Linked DNA regions of Rattus norvegicus: region 1 is linked to region 2. Evidence: chromatin contacts called from public Hi-C data. All regions are on one chromosome and are shown on one strand. The core of a region is the stretch at or near the end of the contact, and the rest is flanking DNA. Distances in the headings are between cores, read along the strand shown.

Evidence for each region. A called contact is a pair of places that touch in the nucleus more often than the background predicts.
Region 1: a contact with region 2 is called in a Hi-C map of Schwann cells, with 2.8 times the contacts expected there. The contact joins the promoter of Trim68 here to the enhancer-like site in region 2.

The regions. Positions count from the first base shown.
Region 1 is chr1:166,536,733-166,541,587 of GRCr8, reverse strand. It overlaps Trim68 (tripartite motif containing 68), which reads left to right and starts at 2,181. Exons shown (of 7, transcript NM_001401504.1): 1 at 2,181-2,368.
Region 2 is chr1:166,316,188-166,321,444 of GRCr8, reverse strand. It overlaps the pseudogene LOC120099898. Among named protein-coding and RNA genes, the nearest start is that of Or55b10, 22 kb to the right of the region's middle. Within about 2 kb of position 3,179, at least 30 of the 93 cell types and tissues checked have an H3K27ac peak or open chromatin away from gene starts, as enhancers often do. A contact at or near this core is called in Schwann cells, where this site is marked.

The sequences.
Region 1 (4,855 bases), core at 932-3,431, 220 kb before region 2:
TCACTTCTACCTGAGTGCATCTATCATTGCCATGCTCCACCAATGTTATTCTCAAAGTTCTTCAGCCTTCCAACATGGTCTCAATATAAAGAATCAGAGACTCTTGTGGAGAGAGAGGGGATGGATGAGAGTCCTGTATCCTGTATCTTCAAAGCCAGGACGTACAACTCCACGAACAGAGTAGCCACTGAGTTCTTTGCCTCAAAGCAGTGGTTCTCAACCTTCCTAGTGCTGAAACCCTTTAAGACAATTCCTTGTGCTGTGGTGACCCCAAACATAAAATTATTTTCACTGCTACTTCATAACTGTAGTTCTGCTACTGCTATAAATCATAATGTAAATAATTTTGGAGACAGAAGTTTGTCAAAGGGGTTTCAACCCACAGCTTGATAATCATTGCTCTAAAAGACATTAATGGTTTTAATACCCAGAACCTATCATGACAACTAAGTCTCTCTCTCTCTCTCTCTCTCTCTCTCTCTCTCTCTCTCTCTCTCTCTCTTTCTCCCTCCCTCCCTCCCTCCCTCCCTCCCTCCCTCTCTCTCTTGTGTGTGTGTGTGTGTGTGTGTGTGTGTGTGTTGGTTTGAATATGCTTGTCCCAGGGAGTGGCACTATTAATAGGTGTGGCCTTGTTGGAAGAAGTGTGTCACTGTAGGGGTGGGCTTTAAGACCCTTCTCCTAGCTGCTTAGAAGCCAGTCTTCTCCTGTTTGCCTTTGGAACAAGATGTAGAATTCTCAGCTCCTGCCACACCATCTCTTCATGACACTGCCATGCTTCCTGCCATGATAATAATAGACTGAACCTCAGAACCAGTAAGCCAGCCCTAATGAAATGTTCTCCTTTATACCAGTTACCTTGGCCATGATGTCTCTTTACAGCAATGGCAACACTAATTAGTGTGTGTGTGCATTTTTTTCTTTCTATTTTTCTAGAGAATACCTAATACTAGAAATACCTAAAATATTATAAAAGTAAGTGCAAGTTTTATAGAAAAGCTTTTGTACATTATGGTTCTTTTCAGATCCCTGAACAGGCCCATACTAGAAAGAAACTCTATAAATGTAATTAATGTAGGAGACCCTTTGCTCATTTTTATTCTGTATAAGTTCATCAGCCAATGAGGTTACTTGATCTTGTCTTCAAAACCTTTAAGCCCAAAGTGTTCCTCATAATCACAAGCTTCTTCCCCCAACAACTCTATGGTATACATTTCAGGGCCTTTAAGAGTCAGTCACAGTAACAAACACATTCAATTATGCATGAAAAAGATGTCCCTTTTAACTGGTTTAAATTCCCTTGAACTTGGGTGACTTTAAGACAGAGAATGTATGACCCATACTTGCAATCCAGGTCTCTTTGTACTCATGATCAATTAATGTTTTTAAAACGTCTTATTTGAATTCATCTGTTCACTGTGGCATAAGGACAGTCATTTGTCTCTACTAAGAAACCGGCTAAGCTCAAATCTCCGCCCCTCTTCCTCCTCCTACTGTGCTGGTCCTGTTTATTTTCAGTAATTTTCTGGGCCCCATACTGAAGAATGTTAACCATGTACGAAGCTCTGACATTATCATGGGATTCAAAGAACATCAGTCCCAATAATAAACATATCACCAGAACTTGGATTCTTCCAGGATTTTTGGTTACTTCCGGTATGTCATTGAGTGTCTTCTCTTGCTTACTCAAAGTCCAAGTGTCAGAAAAAGAACAAGCCTGTACAAAGAAAAATCCAGGTCACTGGTTCAACAGCCTGTTGTTTGTGTCTTGTGTGTCTCTGTGGTTGGATGAGAGGAAAGGGTACGCACTGCTTTAAAAATTTTTTAGTGGCAGCTTATGATCAGGACTCTTCTGCTTCGTAATTTAATATCTGTTTCTAACTCTGGAACTAGTTTGTTGTCTGAGGAGCTACCTGAGGAAGTATGGAAGTGTAAAGACAGAAGAATTTATTAAAACTTTTGTTTAAATGCCTGAAACCTGGAGCCATAATCGCCATTTGTGTTCCAGGGAACCGCGGACCCCAATGTGTGCAGGTGCTACTTTAGGAAACCAAGCTGAGCTCATTCAACCATGCAAAGTGGCAAGCGAACAACCAATCACGCCACTCTGAGTGCAGACGTTGGACGGAACAGATCCTGGCATGTGATTCGTCGGTTCCTGCGCCGTGGGCGGATCCTGGAGCGCTACGGAAGTCGCGAGGGCCCAGCTCTTGCCTGGGCTCCCGCGCCTCCCGCTGCGGTCGCGGTTTCTGGCGCGCGGGCGCTTGCTCCAGCACACTGCGGACTGGAGCTCTGGAGCCCCGCACCTCCCCTGCGGGGTACTCTGAGCCGAGAAGGAGGCGACAGCAGGCCTCTTTGGAGGAAGACACAGGTCCTGCCCTCTTTGCCCTTTCCGGTCCCCAACCAGCAGGGTTACCTAGCGCCCGAAGGTCAGGAAGGCACGGTCCGCCACTCCCAGACCCTAGCCTGGCTCTCAGCAGCTTCCAGGCTCCGCCTCCTCCCTTCGCTGCCCTGGGCACTGTGGAGACACAGGTTGCTTGCTGGGTGCAACCTTTTGATGTTGTCTACAAAGTTCACTCTGGGGAACAAAACCGCATAAAGAAAGTTAACATTTTTACAGTTTTGTATTCGGCCTGTATTGATGGCTGCCGTCAGCTGCAGGCTCGGATTGGTCTGAGCAGTTAATGATTCAAACTCTTGACCAACTAATTTATGTTTAATAAAAGATCTCTATTTGAGAACTATATTTATGCCCAGACCTTTGACATCTTTCCCACGTTTACATTTTTTGAGGCACTATATTTAACTAACGTGCTTCCACCACATTTTGTGATTTATCGTGACTTATTATTTCTATCTTTCTTTGCCTCGATGTCTTCCAGATTTTCATCTGCTGGGTTGTTTGTTTGTTGTTGTTTTGGTTTTCTGGTTTTCTGTAGCTTTAAGTAGTGCTTTTGACACCAAAGCATGAGCAGGTGGACACACCACACACACACAGACACACACACACACACACACACACACACACACACACACACACACACACACTGCCTTTGATGAAGATTCTAAAACCTCTACCATCAGCTGAACCTAAACATTTACATTTAAATCTCAGGCATTTAACAAGTATCGAGACATCAAGAATACACTGAGCAAAACTGAAAATATCTCTGTATTAAATGCGTCATGGCGTGAGGACATGGTGAGAAATACAGAAAATATGAGTAGTAGATTTCTAAATTAAGAAAACAATGGACTCGTGGTAAATGATGTCAGCAGTGAGATCATGGAATCAGATCCCGTGAGAGGAGCATGATCCCAAATAAGGTAAAATGAATAGGCACCGGGTCCAGGCATTGCAGAGAGCACTGAGTGGTATTTGGCTGTCGCGGGTGCAGCGGGAAGAGTAAGAAGACGGGGGATTTGGTTCAGCAGTAAAGCATCTGCCTGGCACATGCTTGAGATTCTTGTTAAATCCCCAGCATTTCAGAAAAGTGGAGGGGGTGATGGAGCGAAAGGAGAGTACTTACTCCAGGATCCCTTTGAGGTCAGTATTATTACACAACTGGATCTTAGGATTCTAGATCTCATAGATCTCTGCTTCCCAAAGTAAACAGTGGAAACCTGGGCCAAGCACCTGTAAAATGAGGACAATAATGGTTTCTATCTCGGGTTATGAAATACCAATTATCTATGTAAAGTGCACAGAGCCCTGCCTGGTACTCAAGAGTGCTTTCTATTATTTTACCTTATATTTTAAACCTATCACTGTATATTTATTGCAATAAAAGCATTTGGGATTTAGAAACTATCCCCTAACCCTGATGTATATGGCAGGCACATAGTCTGCAGGCAGTTGCCTGGTAAGCACTGTTTAGGTCCTGGAGATAAAGGAGTATTTAAAGCCAGTGTAAATCTTCCCTTTACACACCCTATCTAGTAACATATACTTATGAGTTAATAAATATTGCCAAGTGTAACAAGAACCGTAAACCACTGATTATTCAAGCTCTATACCACACGTGGCCTGAGACAAAAGTCGTCAGTGTACATCAATATATTACTAGGTGATCCTGGTTTTATTCTTCCAAGGGGCGTGACTTCCCTCTGCTTCTAACATGCATCCGTGCATGGTGAGGGGCACATCTTGGTATGTGGTGGAAGGTGCAGGAGATGCTTTTCAGGACGTAGTGTAAGAACAGCTGTTGCATTTTCATTTGATCTTTCCGTGCCTTTGGAGAATCGTGTTGGTATTTTGATGCGGATTGCGTTGAATCTATAGATTGCCTTTGATAGGGTGGCCATTTTTATTGTTGTTGATTCTGCCAGTTCATGAGCATGGGAGATCTCTCCATTTTCTGAGATCTTCAATTTCTTTCTTGAGAGACTTGAAGTTATTGTCATACAGATCTTTCACTTGTTTGGTTAGAGCCTCACCAAGGTATTTTATGTTGTTTGTGGCTATTGTGAAGGGAGTTGTTTCCCTAATTTCTTCTCAGCCTGTTTATCGTTTGCATAAAGGAAGACTACCAATTTATTTGAGTTAAGTTTATGTCCAGCCACTTTGCTGAAGTTGTTTATCAGGTGTGGAAGCTCTCTGGTAGAATTTTGGGGTGACTTATGTGTACTATCATATCATCTGCAAATAGTGATACCTTTAATTCTTCTTTGCCAAGTTGTATTCCCTTGATCTCTTTTTGTTGTCTTATTGTTCTAACTAGAACTTCAAACACTGTATTGAATGGATATGAGGAGGGTGGGAATCCTTGTCTGGTCACTTGATTTTAGTAGCATTGCTTAAAGTGTCTTTCCATTTAATTTGATATTGACTGTTGGTTTGTAGTAAATTGCTTTTATA
Region 2 (5,257 bases), core at 1,930-4,429:
TCCTGCTGCCTAGAGCATCGGACGATAAATAGTACAACCCATTATTCATACGTGATCCTGAGCTAATGAAACTGAGCTGTCGGTTGGACAAAATCATGACACGTACGGTAAGTACTTCATAATCATGATAACCGGGTACTATGCCACCAGGAAGGATCTTGGGGGAATGCCAGGAACAGAGAGAGACACACAGTCTCTCCGTACATGAAGCCTGCTCTGCCAGAGAAGGCTCAGTGCCAGAACAGGCCGCAGGGAAATTAGCAGTGGCAGGAACTGGCCAAGGGAAGCAGGGACCTCAACCTGCCAGGTACCAGAGGATTGTAACCAGGTCCCTGCAGGACACCGCTCACAGAAGGAGTACCAGGTATAGCAAAGGAGGCTTATATGTTAAATATAATATACTTCGTAACTTGCGTCTGTAGTCACGTGTGGCTACAGTATGGATGCCACAGCACTTGAGTGGCGATCAGAGGACAGCCTTAGCTATCCATCTTTGCTTTCCACCTTGTTTGAGACAAGACTGCCCTGCCTCCACCTTCCGTGCAGTGTTCAATAGGAGCACTGGAATTGCAGGTGTGCCCTTACCCTGATAATCTTACATTAATTTCCGGGAACTCCTGGTAGAAGGTGAGTTTAAGCAGTACTCGACATCGCACCTACAGAAGCCCACACATTACCATGACTCTGGTAACATCATTGCTTGACTTAATACCACACTTTGCTCAGCCTGGCCTTGGAGCAGTAAGAGATACAGCTATGGTTTGCCCAACTATATCACCCAGGCTTCCGTAAGTACACGGCGACATTCGCACCGCGGTGAAACCCCCTAAAAAGACATTCTTGACACACAGCCCCATTGGCAAGCAAGTTGTGCTTGCACCACACGGATGACACACACAGTTCACAGCGGCGGTGAGAGTTGCCACAGCCACCCACAAGAGTGATCTGAGGATGATTGAGATACCTTAAAAAGGCACAATCAAGTTCCTCTGTAAATCAGCATTCCCCACCCTGAGGCGGGCCGGCATGTTTGAAAGGAAATTGGAAACAGCTCAGAAAAATAACAGTATTTTTGAAGAACCAGAAGTAATTGAGAGAGGGCTTTGCATAGGTGCAAAGGTGCCCTACCCTGCTCCCATAAGTAGGAGCACCAAAGGGTGGCGAAGCACAAAAGAACTCTGATGTCAGACACTGTCAGAGCAAATCCATGTCTGCTCTTAACTAACCCTGATTCAGGATATCTCCAGATGAACTGTAGACAAGATCTCTGTGGGGGCCTACAACAGTTTCCTGGTTCCTCTGACACTTCACTGCAGCCTGTAAGCATCTGACGGATAACTGAGGAAGATAAAGGCTGGGCATGTTTGTCTTTATACTGTGTCTGTCCCTATGCTGTCTTAACACTTGAGTCAGATCCTGCTCAGCTCCCCACGTAGATGTCATTTTTAAATCATTTTTTCCCAGATGGGAGTGATGGCACACACATTTAATTCCAGCACTTAGAAGTCAAAGGCCAGTGAATCTCTGAGTTCAAGGCCAGCCTGGTCTACAAATTGGATTCCAGGACAGCCAGAGCTACACAGAGAAAAAGACAAAACAAGAACAAAAAATACAAAAAAAAAAAGTTTCTTCCAAAATTATAATTTAGAGTTAACTTAGCCTGTTTGCCATTTTGAACTTCATATGTGTTTCTTCTACCCAACCATTGTTCCTTCTTTGCAAATGAAGGACATACAAGTTGATCATAAGCCCCACACCAAACCATGAGGCTGAGCTATCTGTGCAGGATAATGAACAGCTCAGCAGCCCTCCTTTCTGTTGTAGCTGTAAACCAGCAAACCTAAGGCCAGAATGACTGTGCCCAGGAAGGGAAGCACCTCCACGGTGCCTGGGAACGATGGGAAATTAGCAAGCATTGGCCTTCCCTCCTCCACCTTCCCTGTTAGCAGCGGGATACCTGCCGCCAGTAAACTGACTAAACTGACGACAGGCAACTGGATCCGAAGGCTCAGGAAAGGAGGCTTGCCCGTCTCCACAATACATGTGCCTGAGTCTCACTACTACTGTTCCCACAGACAGTAACTTCCTCTTTTTCTGCAACCTCAGAACAGGGCCCTCACCAGACACTTAATCTGCCAGCACCTGAGTCTTGAAATACCCAGCCTCCAAATCTGTGAGAGAGTAAAGGTAAGCCACCAGGTTTATGGTGACCAGCAGAGCAGATGAGGTACTTATCCTCGAGGAGACATGATCCCAACCCAGTCTGACAGAAGTGCAGACATCGGAATCACCGTGTGATGGACTTCAGGATTAAGATTAGCTTGTAGCACTATTGCTTTCTAGTCCGAAGGGACAAGGACGCCAAATTAGGGATGGGGGAGGGCAACTCTGATCCACGCCCTATACTGAAAGAACAGAGAGACTCATCAAGCACGGCTCAATGAGTGCTGGTCCTAGCAAGTGAGTTCCGGGGAACTTAACACTTTTCAGAGTCATGCCCATCCCAAGTAGGACTGGGTTCTCTAATGGGGCAACCAATGCAAAATACAGGTTTCAATATGGTGGGGCAGGGTGAGGGAGTGGAAGTAGAGGGTTTTGGGGAGCTTTTGTTTCTCGTTGATTTGGTTGTTGTTTTATCAGGGGTGGGGGTTTGGGTTGTTTTGGGTTGTTTCTGCTTGTTTATTAATGCCATATCTCCTGTAGCCCAGGCTATGTCAAACTTGCTGTCTAGTCAGGGTGGACTTTGAACCTCTGATGGATCTACCTCCACCTCTACAGCTTGCGTTAGAGAGCCTCCACACCCTAATATGATCTTTTGACATCTTAATTTTAATTTTCCATTGGTAAGGAGAAGAGGAAGATTAACTGGATTTAAGCTAGCACACAGGCAGAGCATTGAGAAACACAGTGAGGTGCCCGGGCATGTTCACCCAAGACCCTTCAGCTCCCTCAGCCCCTGCCTGGTTCCAAGTTTATCCAAGTTTATTTTAAAAGCTGAGAGAGAAGAATCTGGAACGGTGTTTGGCCGTGGAGGGCACTGAGGTCCTGAATATTGCCAACTACATAGGCAGGTGTTAAACAACTCGCCTTCCTGGGTCGCGCGGGTGTCTTCCAGTTTCGCGCTCACCCTACAAGCTCGTACCGTGGACTCGGGCGCCCCCGCGCGGCGGCGCTTACCAGCCGCTGGCGCCCAGGTCCAGGCGACAGAACCACCAGGCACCGCGCTCCCAGCTCGCAGTCTTTGGCCGCCCTTAAACCTGCCGCTTCCCCCGGGCCTTGTCAGAGCATGGGGACTGAATGTTTACAAGATCGCCTGGCTCCCACGGGCCGCTGCGGCGACAGCCAGCCCGCGGCGCTAACGAGCCCCAGCGGAGTGCTGAGGAGGCTCGGCTTTGGCAACCTGGCGCAAGCCTGACGGAGCTGCCTGAAACTCCCAGCGCCACCCACGGAAGCCGAGGCCGCCATGACCCCACCACCGAGTAGCAAGGGAGACCGGATCCAGGGTTCCCGATGTTTTGCTGGCCCGATTTCCAGATCCCCTCCTCCCGGTCCATCCAAAAGTCTTGGCCGCTGGACCCTAGACCCTGGCCCAGTAATATCCCCAGTGACCAGAGGTCAAGGGGAGAAAGGAGAGAAAGTAATCATTATATCTCATCCTGGGGTGTGTTCGACTTAAACTCCAAACTGAAAGGACTTGGGGGTCACCTGCTAAGGTCTAGGCAAGAGCCACGCATCTGGATGAGGATCAATCATGACTCATCCCCAGGAGATTTAAAAGCTAACATTCATAGTCTGTGTGCCAGGAACTGTGTAAATAAATACATTAATTCCCTAAGTCCTAACAACACTGCAATAGGCCCTGTTGTGCATAGAGTTGTTCGAATTTCACAAAAGGAAACTGAGGCCTAAGTCCACATGGTGACCCTGAGACCCACAGAGACCAACTGAGGCATAACAAAAGCTCTGTGAGCTTGGCTTGATGGCATACGCTGCTAATTCCCACTTGGGAAGTAGGGGCAAGAGGGTATAGAGTTAAAGATCATACATAACCAGTTACAGTACAGTAGAGGCTAGCCTGAGCTATGTGAAGCTTAACCTGCCTCAAAAAAAATTTTTTAAAGTGAAAGGACCTTGCATTTTCCTAAGTGTCTTCTAGGGCACACACACACACACACACACACACACACACACACACACACACACACACACTCCACGTGATGCACAGGAAAAGGACAATTTCTTTTAATGAGTTTGAGTCTTTCAGTGGGGAAAAGGTGTGCTTCTCTTGGTTCAGTTCTGTGTTTTGATGTTTACTATAGCAGAACTCCCTTTTTCAAAATATACTAGCATCCTGTGACACTTTGGGAAACATCTCGAATGTTCATAAGGACAACATTTTCTGACCATTTCCTATGCACCAAGCATTATCCTAAGTGCCAATCTATTCCTTAAAACTACCCAGATATGGGGCTGGGGATTTAGCTCAGTGGTAGAGCGCTTACCTAGGAAGCGCAAGGCCCTGGGTTCGGTCCCCAGCTCCGAAAAAAAAGAACCAAAAAAAAAAAAAAAAAAAAAAAAAAAAAAAAAAAAAACTACCCAGATAACTTGGGGAAGAGAGAGAAACTAAGAGCTGAGAATGCTATGGGTGGTAACTTAAAGCTGAGGTAGGGGTGGGGGTAACTACCACTCGCGCCTGCTACTGTCATCCCTCCCATTTTGCAGAATGAAACTGATGTGCAGAGCCATGATGTCACTTTCTCTAGGTCATGGTCATACTAGCAAGTGGGCCAGGGCAGGGGGAAGCTGTGGCCAGGCCTGTGCTGGTGCCTAGGACAGCCTCTCTACTGTCTCTCCACAGTACTTGCAGGGTAAATCTCAGGGCTGAGTTCTCATCAGTGAAGCCAGTTTTCTGTGAGAAGGTCTCTTCTCCTACTAGGGCCTCCCTCTTCTATCTATCCATCCAAACCACCACCATAGATACCCCCGTAGATGACGAAATGGGCACAAGGTTTGAGTTTAAACAATTTCTTGTTGGATTCTGGCACCACTGTTTATTGGCTGGTTGATTTTAGACAGCTGATTTGACCATCAGTTCCACTCAGTAGAATCTAAGCAACCTCTTCTGCCTTATGAGAGTTGAGGTGGACTGAGATCATTGTTACAAAACACTGGACAGGGCCCCATCTGTTAGAAGAACTCAGCAAACCCTGTCTTGCACCTTTTGTATTTCACTATGGGAAATCTTCCCTGACCGTTT